5 separate regions of the Mus musculus genome follow, and all the other regions are linked to region 3. The links are chromatin contacts, called in public Hi-C, HiChIP or PLAC-seq and promoter capture Hi-C maps. All regions are on one chromosome and are shown on one strand. The core of a region is the stretch at or near the end of the contact, and the rest is flanking DNA. Distances in the headings are between cores, read along the strand shown.

Region 1 (2,700 bases), core at 161-2,660, 570 kb after region 3:
TCTTCACTGGATGGTAGTCTTTAAAGCAACTACTCTTAAGCAGCTAGGTCAGGATTGGTAACTCCACTAACCCATAGGGCTGCCTTGGAATTTATACCCCAGAGATCCCTATGGCTAGAGAACAGGCTGCCACAGAGAAGCCCTCTTCCCTATCAGCCACTCTCCTATTCATCAAGGCCACTGATACTGTTGGGTCTAATGAGGCCCTGAGAAGAAGGCTTCTAGGGGCCCCCAGGAGCCTGCCATCAGTAACAGCCTCATAAGGGTCAGATTCTGGGGGCCCTTGCCTCTCACTGAAATGGTGCTTCCTGGAGTCACAACCAAATTTGGCCATAGTAAATATGACTGACTCTTCCCTCCATATGCCCAGGCTTAGAGCTCCTCACAGCAGGCTCTCCACCTCAATAGGTTCCTGGGTACCCTCAGACTCCTCACATGTCTTCGTGAGTGTGTGAGTGTGTGTGTGTGTGTGTGTTAGAACGGTATAGTACTATCCCTTTGGTTTCTAGGCCTCATGTCCCCAACTCCTGCCCCTCCTTCACACCTTTGAGGTGTTAAGGTCATCAACTTCTGGTGGCTGAGCCTGCCAAGGAGATCTTCTGACTGCTTAACTTGAGGTCTCACAAGTAGACCCTTCTCAGCTCTGACAGCAGGGCCAAGTCCTCAAGGCCCTCCTGCTAGGATGCAGAGGTTGTTCAGCAGAGAGCTTTTGCTCTTAGGTCACCTGCTCCTAGCTGCTCAGACCTAGTCGGAGTGACCCTGTCCCAAAGGATGAACAGGGACAACAGGCAGCCCTGCCCTAGCTGTGTGTTCGAGTCACCACCCCACCCCCACCCCCAGGGCAGGGGTAACACCTGAGCCCACCAGTAAAAGAATGTGAGACATGTCAGTTACAGAGGGGACCCCCCTCTTGGGGGAGGCACGGTGCCCACATCCCACCCCTTGCCCCTGAGAAGAACCCAAGCCGACGCCTCTCTTCCCGGCCGCCGCGCGCCCATCCCCAGCCGACCGCTTGGCGACGTGTTCGGATGCCAGGGCGCCCGCAAGGTCCCAGGGTTGGGCCGTGACCGTGCGCCCCTCAACCAAAGGGGTGGGAGAGCCGGAGCGCGCCGGCGGCCCCTCCCGATCATCCCTCCATTCAGCCCGAGCCAGCTCGCTCACCCTCCCCCGCTAACTTTCCCCCACTCACCACCCCATGGACCAGAAACTCAAAAAGTTTGCTTTTCGTGGCTTTGCGCGCCCCTCCGGCAACTTCGTCCGCGGCCATCGGGGTGGGCTCAGCGGCTCCTCTCACTCTCTCTCTCTCTTCCTCTTTCTTTCCCTTTTCTGCCTTTTTTTTCCTCCAACTCTCCCCTCTGAGTCCTGCTGGGCTCTCTCACACTTCTACTCGAGCGGAGTGGGGAGGGGGCCCCTTCAGGGCTGCCCTGACGGCCCACGGCCCACGCCGCCGCCGCCGCCCGCCCGCCGCCGCCGCCGCCGCGGCTGCCGCATTCCTGCACTGATAAGACAGAAATAGTCCGGCGGCCCGGGGTCTGCCTGCGACGCGCCGGGGACGGAGCGGCCCTCCTGTGCACTCCGCGTGGTCCAAGCGGCGCACAGAAGCGGCGAGACGAGCCGATCTGCCCGGAGGCTGCGCGATGGGCAGCTGCGCTGCGCCCAGGCCGCCCGGGGCCCATCGGTGGCGGCTCGGGGAGGGAACACCACGGGAGGTGACAAGGGGCTCGCCAGCCACTCTGCCCTCGCCACAAATAGTTTCTCGGTTAGGGAATTCGCCGACATGGCCAGGCAGGGAACAGACAGTTCCAACTTTTTTCCCCCAAGTGGCTCCTGCAGCATTTCTGAGGCCCTTTCCCCTGGGACCAGGCAGGCCAAGTAGGGAAACATTTGCTGGAAGGAATCTGGGGGGGAACCCGAGCCCGAAGCAGGCCTTGCTCCTGTCCCAGGGCCAGCGCGGTGGGTGTGCCGGGCTAGGCGGGCTCCCGGGCGCCCGCAGATGTGTGTGCCCTTGTCTCGCACACCGTGTGTCTGCACCCTTTTGTGGCACGGCGCAGAGGCTGTGGGTGTGGATGTTTATGTGCGTGCACTGACAAACGCCCAGTCTGTGTGCTTCCCTTCACAAGAGCCGCCGAGCCTGCGCGCGTGCGTGCGGGGCAGGACACGGCCTGTGTCTTTCAGCTCTGTTGGAGTCTATTTCTGGGCTTGTGAGTCTTTGTTTGTCTCTGTGCGAGAAAGTGAGGGCAATAGGGGAAATATTTCCGAAAAGGGGACATGGACTGGACTCATGAGAACAGGAGGAGTACATTGTGAGGAATGGCGCGGATCCAGGGTGGGTACTTGGGTGGGTAGGAGGAAAGGGTGAGGCAAGCAGGGCTTGATGGCTTTGGCGCGGAGACCCAGAGAGCTCGGGATTGGTGAAGTCCGCCCCAGAACCGAAGAGAAAGCAGGAGTGTGGGGTAGGAAGACGAGGAAACCCTAAATGGGACAGTGTGGATAGAACTGGCCATCCCTGGAGGGGAGGAAGAACAGAAAGGAGGGGACAAATCCTGAGATCCCTAGGTTGAGCCCAAGCTCCGCCCATTCCACAAGCCACGCCTGTCCCCACCTTCTGAAGGAGGAGTCCGCGGGTTTCAGGACAATCAAGGGTCAGGTTTATGGGCTAGCTGGGGCTGCCGCTGAGAGAGGGACAATGCCTGAGGGAAC
Region 2 (2,700 bases), core at 15-2,514, 870 kb after region 3:
GTTACACTGGCTGCAAAGGGAAGAGAAAGAACCACAGAGGGTATCTACAACCAGCTATGGTGGGGAACCCACCAGGGACCAAGCCACCTCTCCAGCCATGCCTTAGAGATTAAGGATGAGCGTTGAGAAGAGGGCACGGGGCAACTCTGTGGACTCCAGGTTAAGATGGGGACGAGGGTTGACTGCTGGCCACTGGATTTGGGGAAGATAAGTTTGTGCTAACCTTGGCAAGTTTGGATGCAGGGCAGAATTGGAGTAAAGAATAAAGAGGAGACCATGGTAATCTTCTGAAAGGAAGATGACCTCACATTGGCCTCCAACATGGGCTTGACTCTAGGGGAGTCTCTGGAATGTTATATGCCATCTTAAAGAGGGCACTTCACCTCTTCCCCCCCTCCCCCCACCCCCGTGACAGGGTTTCTCTGTGTATCTTTGGCAGTCCTGGAACTCACTCTGTAGACCAGGTTGGCCTTGAACTCAGAAATCCACCTGCCTCTGCCTCCCAAGTGCTGGGATTAAAGGCACCACTGCCAGGCTCACCTCTTCTCTTCTGACTTTGCTCTTCTATGACCCAGGGTGTGTGTGTGTAATGCTTTGTGCCTTAGGGTTATCTGAGACTCAGCATAGTTCCACAGTATATGCTAGTAGTCATCAAAAGATCTAGGAGAAGAGAACATTAAAAATGCTTTTCCAATTTTTCCAGTGCTGCTGGACAATCAACACCGTTCCTGTTTACACCTGACAGGTGAAGCTGGAAGCCACAAAGGTCAGAGACAGGCCCAGGACTCTGGCGAGTGGGATGGAGTTCCATTTGGATAGTGATGGGGCCTGGACCCTGGTGGGGTGCCTATAAAGTAGAAAGACAGTCTTCTGGAGGGAAGTTCACGAGTCCCTAGCAGAGTGATGGGAGGTGTTACCTTGGTTCCTAATGACTTTCTACTTGGTTCCATGCACTTGCCAAGGCTGGTGATATGTTCCACTTCTTGCTATCCAACCACTCTATGCACTTTCCTGTTTGTTTAAACCAGTCAGGTATTTTTTTTTTTTTTTCCTTTTAGGTAACACGACCTTTTCCTGTCTGTCTTAGCCTGATTTTGCTTCTTGGACAAAATACACAGCTATTTACTTGGCTCATGATTTTGGTAGCGGGAAGACCTAAGGAGCATAGCGTTTATGTGTGCTGAGTGTCCTACTGGCTGTGTCATAATGGGGGGTGGGGGGGGAGCATCACACAGCAGCCGGTACAAGAGGGTGTGGCTCTATGGACAGAGAAGAAGCCAGACAGCGGGGAGGCTGGCTTCATCCTTTCCAGGATGCCTAGGAAGAACCAATCAATACCTGGGAGACGATACATCTCCTTTCCACGTTACACGGGGACTAAAATTTCATTCCAGAAACTTCTGGGGTGCAGACACCTTCCAAAGCACAGTCCACAGGACAACTCCTGTACCTTCTTAAGCCTAGGACACCGTTAGGATATGTTTGAACCTGACTTTGGATATACTAAAACATGTGGCAATATGTTAAATACAGGGTAAGCTAGGCAGGAAGTTTTCTACTACAGATATTTCATACAATCTTAATTATTCTTGTGGTCAAGAATCAATTTATCCCTGGCCTATAAACTCAGCCAGAGAAGGTCAGAGTTCAGAGAGCACAGACAGACCTTCTGAACCTGTCACTTTGACATGTCTACCACCAGAGGTCAGCACCCCTCATGTCACAGCCAACAAACCGGCAGGCTGACTCTGCAGAGGCTCACTTTTAAAAGCCCCGAGATTCTAGGGAGAAGGAAAGGCTTCATAGGCTCTCAGTGCCTCCCTGGATTCTCCATCCTCATGAAAATTTAATACCACATAGAAACTGTGCACCTGTTCATGTATGGTGACGCCACGGAGGGCCAGACTGCTGCAGTGCCCAAGGTGTGCCATCTCCACAGAGAACCCATCTTCACTCCCTTTAGGCAATTCCCTCCCACCAGGTAAGAATAGTGGGCACAGTTTTTTGTTTGTTTTCTTTCCCCCTTTTTTTTTTTTTTTTTTTTTTTTTTTTTTTTTTTTTTTGGTACACTGGTTATTGGATGCTCTGGAGTCTGACTTCCAAGGAGGAATGGAAAGCAAGCAAGTGGTTACCAAGCGCCAGGCCTGTGTTTGGCAGATACAACCCATAGTGATAGCAATACTAAAACAAAGCTTCAGGAGCTCTGTGGATTGATTACCCAAGGAAAGGCAGCCAAGTCTTCACACGCCAGGGCCTGAGCTCCGAGATGTTTTACTTTCCCAGAGTGGTCCCTGCTCGCTCTGGTGCTCGCGATTTCTCTCTCACACGCTCTGTGTGTGTGTGTGCGCGCGCGCACATTCATGTAAGCATGCATGTTTGGGTGCATGTATGGGTAAGGGCCAGAGGTGGCTACTGGATGTCTTTTTCCATTGCTCTCCACCTTAGTTTTTGAGATAGGCTCTTACAGTGAATCTTGGCAATTCATCTCGTCTGGTTGGCCAGTAAGCTCCAGAGATCTGCCTGTCTACGCTTCCCCAGTGTGCAGGGATTACAAACCTATATTACCATGATTATATATTACCAGATTTTTATATGTGGGTGCTGGGGATTGAGTTTAGATCTGCATTTTTTGCTGTCTAGTTTTTTGTTTTGTTTTTTGTTTTTTTTTTTTTTTTTTTTTTTTTGGCTACCTGACACCAG
Region 3 (2,700 bases), core at 104-2,603:
GGAAAAGTGGTCACAAACGATCGGGGGTGGGGGTTGGGGGGAGGAGGCTGGTGCCATTGGCAACAGAGCAGTCCTAGGAAAACACACCTCCCAGAACTATCGCATTGTTTCAAGGTTACCCTAATCTTTGTGGCTTTATGTAGATAAAAGTTGTAACAACTGAAAACCTCAAACTGCAACGCGTGGCATGAACCACAGGGCTGGCACATCTCCTGCAAAACCTACCTTGTTACCCAAAGGACACCCAGTGTACAGAAAGCCAGTGTTACCCTGCATGCAACCAGTAGCAGTCTCTGTATCGCAGCAGCACTCCCCCTACCTGAGCAGTGGAGCCGCTGCCCGCGTGCAATAGCGTTTTATCCCAGAAGCGATTCAGTGCAGTGCAAAACCACTAGGGCCAAATTCTTCAGGAACCTCTAAACTCTAAAGGTACAAAGCAAACACATGCACGCTGCAGGGCAGAGACCCAGTTTTGCTGAAGCTTGCAAACCTGGGGTGTTTTCGTGCGGGGAGGGGGGGGGCAAGGAAGGAAAAAAGAACGAAAGGAAGAAAAGAAAGAAAAAAGAAAGAAGCTTACAAAAAAACAAAAACAAAAAACCGTTCAGTGGACAGAAAACCCTGTCGATCCTCGAGGGCGGTCACAGCAGCCGCAGAAGAGGCAGAACTCCAGGGTCCAGCGCGGCGCAGGCAGAAGAGGAGCTCTCCTGGTGGTGGACAGACAGACCGGTCTGGCACTCCGAACCCCCAGCCCCACGGGATTCAAGACCCGAGCGAGCACCGCTCTGAAGAGCACCGGGTCTGCGGAGCCAGCGTGGGCGGCGAGGCCAGGCTTTGGGCGGCGCGGACGGGTGGGCAGTGGCCATAGGCTACGGTGGGCTCTGTGCTAGGCCGACCCTGGGGCACCCCCAGCTCATCGCCCAACCGGGAACGGAGCCTCGTTCACAGCGGGCAGCCGGCCGCGGCCAACTTAGGGTTCTCGGGCCGCGCCTCGCGCGGGAGCCGTTACCCGCAACGGGCCGCCGCCCCAGGACGAAGTCCTACCCGCCGCCGGCAACAGCTTCAGCCCCGCTCCTCCCAGACCAAAGAAAGTTCTCGGTCTCCCGGCGCCTCAGGGGCCGGCGTACGGCTCGCGGCAGACTCACCAGAGCAGCTCCGGACCTACCGCGGCCTCCCCCCACGACCACGGCGACCACGGCGACCACGGCGACCGGGCGACTGCGCTCCGCCGGCAGCCGCGCCACCTGCCCCTCTCCTTCTAGCAGCACGAGTCCGGGCGAGCCATCTTCCCTCCTCTCTCTGACTGACAACCCAGCCCGGACAGCCGCCACTGCCGCCAGCCTCTCTGACAGGCACCACCAGAGACCCGTCCCCAAGCAGCCAACCACCACCGTCCCACACTGGATCAGCCTATCACTGACCCCCAGGGTGGGCCCAGAACAACTTCTCCACCAATGAGAATCTGAAACTATTGATGGGGGGGGGGCGATTTGAGTGGGCGTGGTCTGCGCGATGGGCGTGGTCCGGGAACGCCCAGGGGAGACGATTGACTGTGTGGTTAGTGGTGACAACTAAGAAGTTCCATGAAGGTCTCAGGATCTCTCTGAGCCCTTTAGACCTTAAGTCTTACCAGATGCTTTAAAACGTAATCAGAAAAGGACAGCAAGCTGATATTCAATTACTCGAATCATTTCCCAAAAGTATATCAAAATTTGACCGGATTCTGGGGGGTGTGTGTGGGGTGTGTGTGTGTGTGTGTGTGTGTGTGTGTGTGTGTGTGTCTGTGTGTGTGTGTGTGTGTCTGTCTGTCTGTCTGTCTGTCTGTCTGTCTGTCTGTGTCTGTGTGATTTCGGAAATAGCAATTAAAATACTACCTTTTCTTATGTTCATTGCTTTTGACTTTAGCCTTGAAAATTTCAAATATGGTGTCTAAAAGACAACTGAAGAGTTAAAAAAAATATTACTGCTTTTGCACCCATGTGGAAGCTCACAACCTCTATAACTTCAGTCTCAGGGGATCAGTAGCCCTCTTCTGGCCTCTGCCCTCATCCAGGTACACATGCACCTAACACACACACACACACATAAATTAAAAGAATTTTAATAGTAAAAGGGAGGATGGAGAGTTGGCTCAGAGCTTAAGAGCACTTGCTGATCTTCCAGATGAATGGGGTTCAGTTCCCAGCACCCACATCAGGACTCTAGTACAGCAGATCTGACACTTCTGGCCTCGAAGGTATCTGCACACATATGGTACACATACATACATACACACTCAGCCATACATATATACACATTAAATAAATAAATATTTTTCTTTAGAAAAAAATTAAGTATATTTCTCTACTTTTTTCCATAAGCCATTTTTCGTCTTCCACACCTACTTATCCTACAGATAACGTTTTATATATATATATATATATATATATATAGCCAATACAGCATATGCTCCGAGCTCCCCCTATTACAACCCTCTCAACTCAAATCTGGTTGAATTAGAAAGAAAGAGAGAGAGAGAGAGAGAGAGAGAGAGAGAGGAAGGAAGGAAGGAAGGAAGGAAGGAAGGAAGGAAGGAAGGAAAGAAAGAAAGAAAGAAAGAAAGAAAGAAAGAAAGAAAGAAAGAAAGAAAGAAAGAAAGAAAGAAAGAAAGAAAGAAAGAAAGAGAGGAAGAAGGCAAATTTCAACCTGGAAGAAAGGAAGTCA
Region 4 (2,700 bases), core at 99-2,598, 610 kb before region 3:
TTAAATGTTCTAATGTACAAAGAACTTCTGGTTCAACTGGTGTGGGGATCTGACATTTTTACCTCTCTGTGTGAATTGTGGATGCTGGCTGTGTCATTCAGTCGTGGGTTTGGTGTCCTGCAGAGATTTGTAGACAGCAAGTGTAAAGAAATCAAACCCCCAGCCTGAAACAGGGATGGTCCAACTGTTCCCTGTATATTCCAACCTGGTGGGTCCGCGGTAAAGCACAAGTTTGGGGTTATTTTTTGTGTAATAATCTTTTACTGTTTAAATCTTCATCGCTGCCTCCTAAGTTATCCCAAACACATTATTACATCGTTAGTGCACCTAAAACAGCAAAACAACAACAAACCCCAAGCGACTTCACTCCTGCTTTTGTCCCCTAATCTATACCCAGTTCTAAACCACCTAGCCAAACAGTGAAGCCGCGCCCTAAAAATAAACGGGCACATGTGTGAAAACTTCTAACACCTAGAAACCTACAATGTACTTAAACTCAGCCTGATTTTTCCCTGTAAACTAAAATCATGGTAGGACTACCCAACTTGGCCTTGTCCATCACCCTACAGCATATTTATTCAGTATGGACCTGCAAAAAAGGAAGCCACACAAAAAAGAAGCATCCCTTAGAAACCAGAAGCCAGTAAAGTCTGCTTTGGAGGGATCAGTTATACTGAAGAGCTGTCAAAATACACACTCATGTGCTACAGCATGCTTCTCCATACCTTCATGTTTTAGGTGGTGATACCCAGCAAAGTTAATCATCCCCCCGCCCCCGCAACTCCCCCACCCACCATTCCCTTCTTTCTCTGTTAGTTACTACTGCATATCTGGTATACATTATCTCATTTAATCCATCAATCTAATTTAAGTGAGAAAAGGCTGGACTAAAGAGATTATATTTCAACAAGGACACTGCTCTACTTCCCCAAACTGAGCATCATGAAACTAACCAGGCATGATGTAATTCTGTAACCCAAGTCCTCAAAAAGATCGGGCCAAATGCAAGACCGCTTCAAAAACAAAAGCAAAAAAATTGTTATTTCCACTGGGCGCAGACTAACCACCATCAGCATTTCCGGAAGATGGCGGCTGCACTGGGCTCAAAATGTGAGCTGGAAGCTCAGACGACCGAGTTAAGCAGGAAGCTGCACTACGGTGCTTTACAGCGAGGATTAAAGAAGGGATAAGCTCGGCCGCTGTATGTAGCCTCGTCGCTCTGCTCCGTGAAGGTCCCAGGAAAACGCCGCCCGGCTCGAGCGCCGCGCACCCGGCCAGCCTGCAGGCGCAGCTCCCGCAGCTGCTCTCCCGAGCGGAAGGGCAGCCGCCGTGACGCAGACAGCGCCGGGGAAACGCCCTGCTCTGTGGTACAAGCACTCGCTCTGTCACTGTGGGACTCAAGGCTTGAGGTCTAGAGCACAAGCCCACGCTATGCTTCGCCAAGAGGTGTTTTTCCTCTGGTGTAAAATTTGGCAGCCACAACGGGGTAGCTTGGTTTTATCCATGGTTAGGACACGCCGGCTATAGGTATTATACGGTAAAAGCCCGATTACTACAAAAGGTCAAAACTAAGCTACTGAACCACTCGTCAATCAAACCGGGCTTAAGAGAATGGATCCTCAGTACTTCTCACTAAAGAAAAATCCTTTCCTACAGCTTTTCACTCAGGCCACTTTTACTGGACTAATTTCTAATGTCAGTTAGGGAAAGGATCACTCCAGTTGAAAGCTACAAGAACATTAAACGCTAGAATAGCTAGCTGCGCGTTACAGGCATGGTGATGTATGCCTGTAACCTGAGCTAGAAACAGGAAAAAAAAAAAGGCGTTGATCTTTTGACTACCAAGTGATTTCGAGGCCAGCCTGAATTACACGAACCACGCCTCGCCTTTAAAAAATAAAATTATTTAGTCCCATTAGGGCACCATTATGTCTAAGCTTCATTATTTGTCAGCCTTCTCTTAGAATCTGAACACCTTGCACAGGATTTCTAAGCAGGAGTGTCCATGGAGAATTTAACAGGATCTGTGCACTATGCTACTCTACGCACATTAACAGCATTCCGAGAAGGGATCCGCCTTTCAGAAGCATTAATTAGGATGGATTTCTGGTTCCGAATTCCTGCAGTGTATTGTGCCAAGCCTGTAACTCTAGAGGCAGTGTTGAGTTGGTGGTCAGTCAGTCTGAGTCACCTGAGACCTCGTTTAAACTCTTGCCCACCCTCGTCCTCGAAAAGCAACCCACATTAAGGTCATGTGGACCATGGAGTCAATCTTATAAAAAACCTTCTCAACCTATGTAAAAGCTAAGTCTCCAACTCCTCATACTTCCTGAGAGCCGGGGCTGCAGTGATTTCCCACTATGCCTAGATTTTCTATTAGGACTATTTTTCAATTGTGGCTGGGTTCACAGACTTCTACCCTAACTTTTGCTGGGGATTGAGCCCAGTGCTTTCCCAGAGCTACGCCTCACTCAGCCCCTAACCCCTCCCCTTCCCTCAGTACTAAGAATCAAACGTGCTGGAACTGACGAAGACTACATTTCAACTCAAGGCAGGTGATCTCCTATGTTTGAGGCCAGTCTAGTCTATAAAGCAAGTTCCAGGCCAGCCACTGAGAACTTGTCCTCTAAACAAGACAAACCCATGACCTGAAGCATACTAAACAAGTGCTCTACCATCAAGCTATGACCAAAGCCCTAT
Region 5 (2,700 bases), core at 113-2,612, 810 kb after region 3:
CTACTATGAACACCTCAGCACTGCACTATGCACGTGTCACCTTTCCACTCTAGGCACTCCCATCTGTCACACTGTCTCCGATCTTCCATTCCCTTCCTAAGGAGTTTCTCCAGTTCTTGAGGAGAGAAGGTGAAAAGTAAGCAGGCCCTGACTGATCTTGGTCAAAGAGCACAGAGCCGGGCACCAGCAGTGGAAAGCAGGGTGAGAACGCAGAATGAACCGCCTAGCAGGAGCCCATCCAGTGGGGAAGGTGTTCTACTGCCAGACTCTCCACTCCTCAGTGGTCCCTGTCAAACGCACATTTTCTGGAGACAGTTACATCTTTCAAACAGCACTAAAGATGAACGTGACAGTCCCCTGTTCCGGTCGGTCAAAAACAATAAAGCCTCACCCTGCAGCGTGGTTAAGTTCAAATGTCCTGTATCACACGATGGACTGAATACTACTGTCTGGACACCGCGTTCCCTCCCCACCCCACCCAGGACCACCTCTATTCGGCAAAAAGGTGATTACTAGGAACAACTTTAAATGTATGTCAATCGCTTGGTGGTGGTGTTAGGAAAACAAACGGGCTTTTGAATTACTTTAACAGCCTGGTTCCAAGTGCCTGGCCTTGTTTCTCCTCAAAGGGGAAAAGAAAAATAGGACACATTAGAGACGTCTTTCTCCTCTTCCCTGTGCTGGCTGCCAGATGCTACCTAGCTGGCCTGTGAGGGGTCCAGTCTAGGTTTCTTGGAGGCGGAAAACTTGGTAGCCAAACGTCTTGAAGTTTCCCTGTTTTCTTTAAAAGGCTTAACTTCTTTGCAGATGGAAAGGTCACAAGGAGAGGTTTCCTTTGTTGAAATGCCCGGGGCTTGTGGGATTGGGGAAACGGGTGGGGACAGACCGTGCTTAGAGAAGGCGGGACAGATGCGGGGATCCGACTAGGCTGCTCCGGGCCGCAAGACTCCCGGGCAGTGGCCCGCGGCTCCTACGCCGAGGGAAGGACGCGGCCGCCTCGGCCTGCCGCCCCGCCACCTGTCCGCCGCGCCTGGGGACAGGGGAAGGCGCCGCCGCCTCCACTCAAAATGGAGGTTATGAAACGCGCGCCGCCCGCCCGCCCGCCACATGGCCGCGCCGCCACAAACTTCGCAGGCGCGTCCGCGTCCTGGGGCTCAGCCCCGACATCGCCCGGGCCGCCACTCACCCACAGACCGGTAGCCCAGGATGGCGATCTTCCGGGACTTGGACTGAGGCATCTTGGTGGCCTGCTCAGCCCCGACCCAACCACATTAACCGCGGCGGCGGCGGCTCCTCCGGCTCAGACTATCGGCGGCGGCTGCGCCGGGAGAACGCGGCATACAGAGCACGGCGGCGGGCGCGGCTGCCTCTCGCTCGCTCGCTCGCTCGCTCCTTCTCTAGCTCGCTCAACCGCCCGGAACCGAACGCGCGGGCCCTCCCCCAACAACACACCCACGTGACCGCGCGCGGCCCCGTCTGCGCCGCCTCCCGCCGCCGCCTCCCAGCCCGGAACGCGCGGGGGAGCGTCGGGGAAACGTTTTACTTTAAAGGGAAAAAGCGGAGACGCCCCAAAGCCCCCGGAAAAGTCACGACCGAAACTCGCTGCGTCATGACCCTCCCACCTACTTCCGCCGCTTTTTAATTACGACAATCCTGCCCGAGCTCTGACTGGACGGCTCCCAGACTGCCGCGCGATGACGCAATGGAAACTCCGTCTTCTATTGGGGATTGGAAGGGTGGAGCCAAGGAGAGGTGCCGCTCAGCGGGGAGCTAAAAATAAATTCTGTCTGCTTTTGCTCGGCGGGGCGCCTGCGTGGTCCAAAAGCGTGGCCCTACCGGCGGGTGGGCGGGCGGGCAGGCAACTCCTCAGTGATTGGCTAATGTGGGTGCGGGGGCGGAACCAGAGGCGTGAAGCACGGTGATTGGTGAAGTGCTGAGCCGTTGGCCGACTTGCGCCTGCCGGCCCTTAAAAGGAGCGAGGCGCGTGGCCCTAGCTGACGGACTGTAGGTTGGCTGACACCTCGCTTCGCACTTGTCTATACTTCAAATTACCGTCCTGCTATGTTAGCTTTAGTCTGGGCTTAACGTGGGTGGTGACTAAGCTTTATTCGTGGCTGAGGAACTGTGGGAAGAATGAAATCTGTGCAGCTCGCAAATGTCAGAAATTCCATTAAAAGCAGCGCGAGCTGACCAGTCCTGGTGCCGACTCGGGCAACACGCCGGGTGGCACGCACCTCGCACAGACAGGCGCGCGCGTGGGAGTCCTGCAGCCAGATCAGTGCGTCTTTTCATACTGAACACTCGAGAGGTTATTTCTGGAGAAACGTGAAAGTCAGCCATTGTCAAAAACGCCGAGGAAAAGGAGGAGGCTTAGCTGTCTGGTGTGGGCGGGCCATGCCTGAAAAGGGAAGGCTGTCATATTTTCTACAACAGTCGTACAGGCAGAAAGCTCTTGTTTCCAGAGAACTAGAGGAGTTGAGATATCCTCATATTGAAGAACAGGGTGGAAAGCTAGACCCTAGGCCTAGTTCATCGAAGTCCAAACTAAAGGCTAGGCCTGGAAATAAAGGTGCCAAGAGAGAACAGCACACTTGTCCTTAATTTTTTGCCCTTCACAATAGACTTATTTTTATAGGGTCTCACGTAGTCCAGGCTGGCCTGGAATTCTTAGAGATCCACCTGTCACTGCCTCCGAGGTGC

Evidence for each region. Promoter capture Hi-C pulls out the DNA fragments that hold promoters and counts their contacts. Hi-C and Micro-C count contacts between places; a contact is called where the count stands out from the background. HiChIP or PLAC-seq counts read pairs in DNA pulled down with a chosen protein or histone mark.
Region 1: a contact with region 3 is called in a Hi-C map of uterus, with 2.9 times the contacts expected there. The contact joins the promoter of Smarcd3 here to the promoter of Fam126a in region 3. A contact is called at or near these places in 1 of 39 promoter capture datasets (pre-B cells), 1 of 484 Hi-C or Micro-C datasets (uterus) and 1 of 115 datasets of contacts at active chromatin or transcription factors (pancreatic cancer cells).
Region 2: a contact with region 3 is called in an HNF4G HiChIP or PLAC-seq map of pancreatic cancer cells. The contact joins the promoter of Prkag2os1 here to the promoter of Fam126a in region 3. A contact is called at or near these places in 1 of 39 promoter capture datasets (pre-B cells) and 2 of 115 datasets of contacts at active chromatin or transcription factors (memory CD8 T cells and pancreatic cancer cells).
Region 4: an H3K4me3 HiChIP or PLAC-seq map of craniofacial prominence shows a contact between it and region 3, with 4 times the contacts expected there. The contact joins the enhancer-like site here to the promoter of Fam126a in region 3. A contact is called at or near these places in 3 of 39 promoter capture datasets (cranial neural crest, neutrophils and pre-B cells) and 3 of 115 datasets of contacts at active chromatin or transcription factors (craniofacial prominence, pancreatic cancer cells and thymic regulatory T cells).
Region 5: a contact with region 3 is called in a promoter capture Hi-C map of pre-B cells, with 5 times the contacts expected there. The contact joins the promoter of Rheb here to the promoter of Fam126a in region 3. A contact is called at or near these places in 4 of 39 promoter capture datasets (the C10 cell line, liver and pre-B cells).

The regions. Positions count from the first base shown.
Region 1 is chr5:24,600,592-24,603,291 of GRCm38.p6, forward strand. It overlaps Smarcd3 (SWI/SNF related, matrix associated, actin dependent regulator of chromatin, subfamily d, member 3), which reads right to left and starts at 1,411. Exons shown (of 13, transcript NM_025891.3): 1 at 1,190-1,411. The coding sequence starts at 1,267.
Region 2 is chr5:24,901,305-24,904,004 of GRCm38.p6, forward strand. It overlaps Prkag2os1 (protein kinase, AMP-activated, gamma 2 non-catalytic subunit, opposite strand 1), which reads left to right and starts at 1,265. Exons shown (of 7, transcript NR_040684.1): 1 at 1,265-1,534; 2 at 1,861-1,981. All of the region lies in intron 5 of Prkag2 (protein kinase, AMP-activated, gamma 2 non-catalytic subunit), which reads right to left.
Region 3 is chr5:24,029,337-24,032,036 of GRCm38.p6, forward strand. It overlaps Fam126a (family with sequence similarity 126, member A), which reads right to left and starts at 1,354. Exons shown (of 11, transcript NM_053090.3): 1 at 1,143-1,354.
Region 4 is chr5:23,417,228-23,419,927 of GRCm38.p6, forward strand. The region is part of intron 1 of 5031425E22Rik (RIKEN cDNA 5031425E22 gene); the gene reads right to left. Among named protein-coding and RNA genes, the nearest start is that of 5031425E22Rik, 15 kb to the right of the region's middle. Within about 2 kb of position 1,349, at least 443 of the 459 cell types and tissues checked have an H3K27ac peak or open chromatin away from gene starts, as enhancers often do. A contact at or near this core is called in craniofacial prominence, neutrophils, pancreatic cancer cells and 2 more, where this site is marked.
Region 5 is chr5:24,840,999-24,843,698 of GRCm38.p6, forward strand. Rheb (Ras homolog enriched in brain) reads right to left here and starts at 1,363. Exons shown (of 8, transcript NM_053075.3): 1 at 1,187-1,363. The coding sequence starts at 1,238.